Linked DNA regions of Lactuca sativa: region 1 is linked to region 2. The links are chromatin contacts, called in public Hi-C maps. All regions are on one chromosome and are shown on one strand. The core of a region is the stretch at or near the end of the contact, and the rest is flanking DNA. Distances in the headings are between cores, read along the strand shown.

Region 1 (4,427 bases), core at 426-2,925, 540 kb after region 2:
GATGAGCAGTATCCTACATACAAAAAAATAAAAATTAATATAAGTTAAGAATTTAAAAAGCAAGATTCACATTATTAAAAATCAAAACTTACAGCATAAAGAGCCATCAACTTGGAATTGTTTCGGAGAATTTCAAGAACTGTCCTATATGTCTCCCATAAGAACTTAAACCATGGAGTCACAAGCTCCCTATCTGAACGATCCTTTCCCTTTTCACCACTGACATAGCTTAACATTAGGTCTTCTGGTCTTTTATCGGCTTCAAGGTCATCAACATCGAGAGCTTCCTCTAAAGCTTGTGCCTGGCTACGTGCCAGCTCAGCCCTTTTGGTTGAAAGATCCATGAAGTGCTTAATCACTTCTTCCAAAGAATTAACATTAACTTGCTGGCAGATTATGCGGTATTGGATGAGGCCATCTTTGGCAAATCTACCCCTCCTCATATCAACACAAAGCTCGATGTACTTGAACATAATCTTTTCATGTGTTTTCTGCCATGCCCTGTACCTTTTTGATGTAATAAGATCATGAAGAGCTTGCAATGCATCTTGCTTCTGACCAACATTTATCAATTCTGCAATCACATTTTAGCAAAAGTCGGTTAGTCACCATATACGCATACATTCTCAGATGTAAGGAGACAAACTACAAAGCATCAAAAACATTAAAGAGAATGAAAATAAGTCAGAAATGTTAAAGAGTCAGATTAAATCAGCAAGTAGCTACTCACCTTCCGCTCGTTTCAATGCATTCTCTGGTTTAGCAAAAGTCGCCATGGTCAATCACAGTGGTCTTCAACCTGCTGGGATGCAAACCAAACAATTATTTGTAGGTGTTAAATCTGCTTAGGAATAACTTGAAGTTTTGCACAGATAGAAGCACAAAGACACTTATGCTGTAGACATTCGCTTTGTTCTCTATTAACACACTCATTCGAGCAAGATAACAAAGAAAATAGTGATAAATCAATGTTCCCACTTCTAAGCATTGAAATGCTGAAACTGAAAAGCATATTTCACCAACAGACACATTTCTAGTCCAAGCATAGCATCAAACATGAATACATGTTTTAAAGAATTCAGAATATGGATAAATCATATATTTTCAAACAATTGTCCCCTATGTTAATTGAGAACCCGTTAAGTATGTTCACAGCCACAGGCAACATCCAGCAAAAAACATTGCCCTTTAGGCATTTAGATCAAGCGCAAAGAATATACAAGTAGAAAATTAAAACATAAAAAATATATATATTGCACCTAATCTCTCGCCCTTACTCCTCCATCGAACAGTCAATCTAGCCACAAACCGAAAGGAAAAAACAAAACCCTAATGTAACGCCAGCAGTTAGAGTAAAGAAATTAAATCATCAAATTGCTAACAAGAGATACACAAATAAATCAGTTGTCGATCTATGAATCTTATGCTGCACGTAATCTGTCGATAGATCTTGAACTAAACAAACAAAAACACATAAGAACAGAATAACGACCCTTGAAACAAATTGATGAAACGATGAATAACATACTGAGGCAATACCTTTATCGATTAGCGGAAAGTGTGTTTCCTCGGCTGTGCCTGTATTCCAGATATGTGCTGAAGCAAAAGAAGGAGAGTAGGGTTTCAAAGTTTTGGCGAGCTTTTATTTTATCAAAATGCGTGACTGGGGCCAACGCAGAAGGGGGTAGAAATTCATCGGCCTCAAAAGTGAAAAAGCCCACGAACACCTTTATTGGGCTTTACAAAGCTACAATATTGCAAACTTGATGGGCTTCAAATATCATCCAAACTTAAAAGGCATTTTCAATGTTACTACGAATAAGGGTTTTTTCTATGGCTAGTTAGGTTATAATATGTGTACAGCATGGTTCTGTAATGTAAAACAATATAACGATTACAAACATCGTAATCATTAATCATAAATTTGTAAACAGTTAAAAACTAAATTTACAAATAGTTAAGAAGGTACATCAATAGAATTGAAAATGAAAAACATGAAGTTAGTATATCGCACAAATAGTCCATGTCAAAAATATTACATGAATGGTCAGTTTACCAATTATATCCTTCCTAAATTCATAAAGAATAAAAAAGTAGGTTGCTATTAACTTGCATATTAATCAAAAGTAACAGTAAGGTTGAGTTATACCTCTAACCTCATAAAAAATGGTGTCACCTCGTGTCATGTCAACACCATTCCCCATCACTTACCTTAGAAAATTCTCACCACTCCACCATTCATTAAAGTTTTAATTTTTTAATTAAAAAAAAATGTTACCACCACCACTTTTCATAACACAACCTAAGCATAACACGTTGTAACGTAAAGGGGGGTGGGGGGGGGGGGGGGGGGGGGTCACTTGGGTTAAGTTTGTCCAATTCAGCATAACCCAAGCCACACAACAACATACATACTTTTAATATCATCATACTTTTAAAGTAGATTGTGATTTATTACGTATAAGTTCATCAGTCACAAGTAATGATCCAAGTTTTAAAATAATAACAAAAATGGTCCCGTTTACTGGAGTTTACAAAAATGGTCTCTGTTTTATAACGAATACTCTTTGTTTAATTTAAATTAATGGAAGCGTTTACCTAAGCATAATACATTGTAACATACATACATACTTTTAATATCATCATACTTTTAAAGTAGATTGTGATTTATTACATATAAGTTCATAGTCACACAACAACATACATATTTTTAATATCATCATACTTTTAAAGTAGATTGTGATTTATTACATATAAGTTCATCAGTCGCAAGTAATGGTCCAAGTTTTAAAATAATAACAAAAATGGTCCCGTTTACTGGAGTTTACAAAAATGGTCTCTGTTTTATAATGAATACTCTTTGTTTAATTGACATTAATGGTCCCGTTTACCTAAGCATAACACGCTATAACATAAAGGAGGGGTCACTTGGGTTAAGTTTATCCATTTCAGCATAACGTGTGGTGTGTTAGCACTACACCGCATGGCCTAAGTAATAAGATCATCCCCCCAAGCCACACGGCCACACAACAGCATACATACTTTTAATATCATCATACTTTTAAAGTAGATTGTGATTTATTACATATAAGTTCATCAGTCACAAGTAATGGTCCAAGTTTTAAAATAATAACAAAAATGGTACCGTTTACTGGAGTTTACAAAAATTGTCTCTGTTTTATAACGAATACTCTTTGTTTAATTTACATTAAAGGAAGATGCAGATAGTTTCGTTGGGAAATATTTCATATTTCAAATCACAAATGAAAAATACAGATCTGATCACAAGTGGTGAAGGTTTTGTGACTGAAGCTTTCTAGAAATCTAGATGGTAGGTACTAATGAATATTTTTTTGGTGAATAGTTGTCTTTTAAGAAGTTTGTCATCGAACAATCAATAACAATAATCATTACTATTAAGTATTAATATATATATATATATATATATATATATATATATATATATATATATATATATTATGTATAATGTTTATACATAATTTTAGTTTAAATTTAACACAAAAAATTCTTTATCAACGAGTTTGATTTAAAAAAAAACTTATATTTGATCCTATTTTTGAATAATTAAGATTTTAAGTTTATATGGTCTTATTAATCAAAACATTATCATCGGGTAAAGTACTTGATGTTATTATATGGGTCCGTTTATCAATTAAAATAAACTAAAAAAATAATTCCAGTAAAGTTTGTTACTAAGGTTTTATATGTGGACAAAAATATATATAGTATATCTGTCAAAATGATAGATAAGCATGTTATATATCCATCTAGTTAATTACACTAAGGTTTTATATATCTACCCGATTCAAAATTATAGATATATATGTTTGGTTTCAAGAACTTCAAATGATACGTAACATTAAGATGGAATTTGTTTGAAAAAAGTATTTTGATTATAAAAATAATACCTCACATGGAAATTATTGTGACCCTTTTGTTTTTAATTACCCAGTTACCATTTTCTTTTTTCCTGTATTTGATTTTACATAACCATATATTCATGGTTCCAACAATGCCCTCCAACTTTGTTCCCCTACCATTTAAACCAAAACATTAAAATTCTCAAGAAAAAAAATATATAATTTTCCAACAAACATGATAATTGACCAAACTACCCCTTGCTCTCTTAAAATTCCAGATCCCACTCATATCCATTCAAAACTTCAAGCACGCATTAAAGAAAAATCATATGAAACATACATTCAAAACTTTATCACTATGTTTTTATTTCCCTCTAAATAATTAAAGTATCATTTCTTTTCAACATTATATTAGGACGTGAAATTATAAACAAAGTCGGATAGAAAGAAAGCAAAAGTATAATAAAAGGAAGAAAGCAAAAGTAGAATGCTATAATAAAATAATAAAAGAAACTACATTGCCATGTCTAATACATGATAAATGTA
Region 2 (4,818 bases), core at 1,698-4,197:
TCGATCTTTTAACATGATTTTTTTGGCCAAATCGCTCGCTTCCATCTTTAAATTTTGATTTGAAATCCCTAATCGAACACAAATCTCTTCAGCATCTTGAAGCTTTTTCGTAAGTGTTTCAATTTCTGATTGAGCAGAAGAGAGATCATGTTCTAATTTGTATGACTTCTCAAGGGATTCCGCATATAAAACCCGCAAAGCTTCTTTCTCTTCGGTTAACCCTGCGAGATCGATTTTAAGTTTTTCGACTTCCCGTTCCGCTCTCGTAGCTTGGTCGGAATACGTTTTGGATTCCGATTCCGATACCGCAATCTTGTTCTCCAAATCTGTAATCCTATCGAGACATTTTCCATACTCCAAAAGACCGGAATCGTTTTCCGATTCCAATCTGGTGAGTTTGTCCATCAAATCTTTAACTTCACTTTCACCCATTCCCCGTGTTTCTTCAATCTTTTCCTCCAAATCCGATATCGTTTCAAGATACTCCATTTGCTTAGCTAATCCCGCTTCCTTTTCCCCCTGCAAAACCTGAAGATTCTCCTTCAACATATGAACTTCTTTTTCGGCTTCAATCGCAATTCCATCAAGAATCTTGGCTTTTTCAAGTGCCCGATTAAGTTCTCCATCCGCATTACAAATTTTCTCCAAACTTTCTCGATACTGAGCAAGTAAAGACTCCTTTTCACTGGTCAAATCGGTCAACGCCTTTTTCAACTTCTCAATTTCATGTTCGGCTTTATTCGCCCGTTCGGTTTCCGAGAAAATCTTAGCTTCGATGATCTCGAAGCTAAAAGATTCATTATTTTGATCATCGGGTGTTTGAGATTGAGTGGTGGAGATTGAAGATGCTAATTCTTCCTGTAGGCTGAAATGCACTTGATCGGGAAAAGCCGCCTGTAAAGTCCTTTGAGCATGGCGGAGCTCACCGGTTGCATAATCATATCGTTCCGCTAGTGCACGGTAAGCTCGGTAGAACTCTTCAACTAATTTCATCAGCTCTGGCCTCTTCTTGTAGTACATTTCTGCCCTCCTTGCAAATGAATCCGCATCTTCTTCGATCAGTTTGATCATCGATTTCACTTTTGTATCCATATCTGCAAAAAATGAAACAATTTGACTTTCTTTTTTTACAAGTGGGCCCCTCGTTTTCATAAAGAACACTTTATGCGAATATGAACCATTTTAAATGACTTCATCAGAAACAACGAGTTAATGATTATCAAGTATCTCATCAGAATCAAGAGCATCATGACCAAGGGTGGACCCTGGAATTCTTTTTGAAATGCAAAAAAAGATTAAAGATGAACTCTTTTTGTTTTATTTTAATGCATACCAAAAAAAAAAAAAAAAACTCTAATGCTGCTTCAGATTCCTAGATCCATGACCCCATTTAGGAATGTAAAAGGTCGATGAAATTCTATACCCCATCACAGGAGTCGTATTCAAAATCAAATGCACACGAGATCAAATATCCCACAAATATTGGATGCGTGTTGAAAGTAATTATCTAACTATTTAGAGATCAAATAATCAGTTTGATTATCGCTTATTTTATTAATCAATTATTTAAATAATCAGAATTTCCCAAATAATCAAACACCGCATTAAGAGTTCATTTCAAATAGTACCACTTTATTATATTTATCAGATCAGATTGTGGTTGTTCAATATCTGTCGGTGGAAAGGAATGCGATTCAAACAAGTACCAAAATTATCTTTCATTTACATAAGCAATCAATCAATCATTCATCAAAAATAGATAAAAACAAGAAATAAGATGACAAATCACTCCATACCTGTAAGATTCTCTTGAAGCCATTTTGAATTTTTAGGGCTAATATGGCTGTCCCACCACCAAGAATACAAACGCCTTGACTCTGAATTTATCATGCAGGCCATCACTCCAGCACGGAAGAAAAAGGCAGCTGATTTGGATCTTCAAATCCCAGGAAAGTAGATCAGGGCCACAATCAAATTTTTTTTTATCTTTTTTCTTTTTCACAAAAAGTAGGGCTACTTCGCACCTAAAAACGTCGGTTAATTAGTAAAGTTAGACAACCACAAAAAGTGGAATTAGGGTTATATCAACATCCGAGTAGATTACAATAATTACATTCTATAAATCAAGCAGAAATTGGGGGTTTATAAGGAAAAAGAAACTCCTCGATTGAGTTGTAACACTCGAGTAGCTGTGAAACCTCTTAATCTGAACACAATTACGTTAATTACACAATAGTCTCTCAGGTGGGTGTTTGAAACCATTAGGCAAGATATCGTTTTCAAGCCATCTAACCAAAAAAAAGTAGAAAAAAATAGTATGAAATTAATTGAGAAAATGGCAAAATCAGTCGAAATATTTCAACAATCTGATGGAAAGAAAGACAATTTATGCAAATGGGATGTTTTTTAAAGAAAAGATTCATATTTATTCTTTCAAAAACGTGTCGACGTGGGATGAAATGATGAAATCGAAAATTAAACCTAAATTAATTGAAATGGGGGAGACAAAAACATCAACAAAAAAACATTTAACCAAAACCCAGATGAGTTAGATTAGCATTACAAAGAAAGAAAATGAAGTAAAAATCCAAGAAGAAAAAACAAAATCTCGGTTCTCAAAACAGTAAGTGCTAAGGGGTATGAGAAATCAAGATTATCAAGCAACAAAGATCGATAAACTTACAGAAAAATGAAATCTTGCAAATGGGGTTCTGGATTCTGATCTGCAGTTGTAACCCTTCACCCCGTAGAACGGAATTTCCTCTGTCTCTCAACCCATTCGCTTCTCCCACTTTCTCTCTCTAAAAACTCTGACATTCAACGGTAGGTTTTCTTCTTTAATTGACTATTGGGTCATCTTGTTTCTAATTTTATTGCAGACATACAGTGTGAGAATGACTCATGGACTGTAAAAAGCAATAAGTGGGAAACGTGAAGGTTTCTACTAAATGTGTTAGTTTATTGGGGGGCTCGAATCTCGCACATAATAAATGGTAAAATACTCAAACTTAATGATTTTGTCCATTATAAGCATGTTTCTTCAAAATCATATTTCTTATCCCATCCCATCCATAAATATAATATAATTTTCTGTGTTTATAAAAGATATAACAAATATTATGAATATCCCGTCCATAAAAATCATACATTTTCTGTGTAAGTATATAATAAGATATAATAAATATTATTGACTACAAAAAGATATTGTATTGAATTCTTAAAAAAAAAAAAAATTAGAGTTACATAAAAATTGGTCCCTTGAGTGTTAGATAAGTTTACTTAAAGTCATAATGTGTTTGTTTGCTTAAACTTGCATTGATCGTACTTATGTTTCTTATTCCTAATGAAACGGTTCCTAGGTTAATGTCGGATGAACTATATCTTGTATGAAAAAGGTATTTCAACGATTTTAAGCACTTGCCTTTAAATGGTACTAATAAATTGCAGCACAATTAAATTGCACCTCAAACAAACCGACATATAGTTATGATATAAAGGCTAGCCCCATGCGAAAGAAACACATGTGGTGCACCTCAATGCCATAGATCGTCCCTACATTGATGAAACATATTAGGCCAAATGAGATGTTAAACTAACATATAGAAATGTAATTTACAAATGAAACTCCCAGAAAGCATACATAGTGCAATTGGGACTTTCATTTGTAAATATTCATATGGTAAATGGTTATAATATTCTTTACAAGCATAACTACTTAAAATAAATTTGTCATCTCAACTTAATGTACAAAGTGTATCGTGTTTATAAAACTTGTCATCATTCATATGTTGATCAAGAGAATATCAACAAAAGTTGCCCGACTCGTAATTTTATTATAGATGAATAGATAAATCCTATCTTTGGATTTGCCCACTAATTAGTCACATAGACAACATGGAAAGTTGAATTATAATGTCCTAATGCGATGAAAGTGATGTCTAAGAGCATCCATAATGGGGAGTTGAATGAGATGTCATGTCTATTTATCATTCAATGGATACAACTCTACCATTGTGAAATGTCACATTGACATTCAATGGATTTAAAGTTCAATGATCATTGAACTCTTCAATAAAAAAAATGAAAGTCTTTAAATCTTTAAATAAATATTTTTTTAATATGTTCTATTGAACTTGTAGACTTTAATACATTATGGGATAAAAATGAATAGAATTGTATGGAATAATGAATGATGATGTGACACTCCATTAAACTCTATAGAATTCAATGCATTATGGATGCCCTAAGGTACAACCTCTTAGCCTAATAAATCTATAAAGTTTTTTTAGTGTGTTTCTTTGTATTTATACTTTTCGCCCGTAATAATAAAACTTTAACCGTATTTTGTCTCAATTGTTCATTAGTTTACATGGTGTCAGGGTCATTTACGTTCATTCTTTATGATTGTTGGGGTCGACTTGTACGTAGGGATGTGGTATTCCGCGGGTTGAAAATTTTGGCGATTTTTGGTATGATTTTTTGATTCGTTATTATGTTTGGCGATTTTGGGCATAAATATTTAATGTGTTTTTGTCGTTCGTTCTAACAATTTTGGGTATGATTTTCTTATTATTTTATGTATTATGTTTGTTTTGATTAGTTTGATTTTGTCGATTTTAAGGGCTCTGATTGTTGCTATTTTTTCGTTCGTCTGTCATTAATATGATCGGTTATGATGGTTTCAGTAGTTTTGTTTGTTTATCGCATTTATTGTTGGTTTTCTAAATGATTTGTTTGACTGATATTGGCAATATGGCTCCTAGAAATGATTTGCGTTAGTCCATTAGTACCCAACTCAATAGCAAGAACTATGTCTAC

Evidence for each region. Hi-C and Micro-C count contacts between places; a contact is called where the count stands out from the background.
Region 1: a contact with region 2 is called in a Hi-C map of leaf, with 6 times the contacts expected there. The contact joins the promoter of LOC111895112 here to the promoter of LOC111898712 in region 2. A contact is called at or near these places in 2 of 4 Hi-C or Micro-C datasets (both in leaf).

What each region holds. Positions count from the first base shown.
Region 1 is chr7:106,787,288-106,791,714 of Lsat_Salinas_v11, forward strand. It overlaps LOC111895112 (eukaryotic translation initiation factor 3 subunit A), which reads right to left and starts at 1,676. Exons shown (of 14, transcript XM_052765246.1): 1 at 1,540-1,676; 2 at 731-799; 3 at 93-574; 4 at 1-13. The coding sequence starts at 776.
Region 2 is chr7:106,242,105-106,246,922 of Lsat_Salinas_v11, forward strand. LOC111898712 (protein NETWORKED 1A) reads right to left here and starts at 2,948. Exons shown (of 4, transcript XM_023894586.3): 1 at 2,684-2,948; 2 at 1,797-1,936; 3 at 1-1,094. The coding sequence starts at 1,899.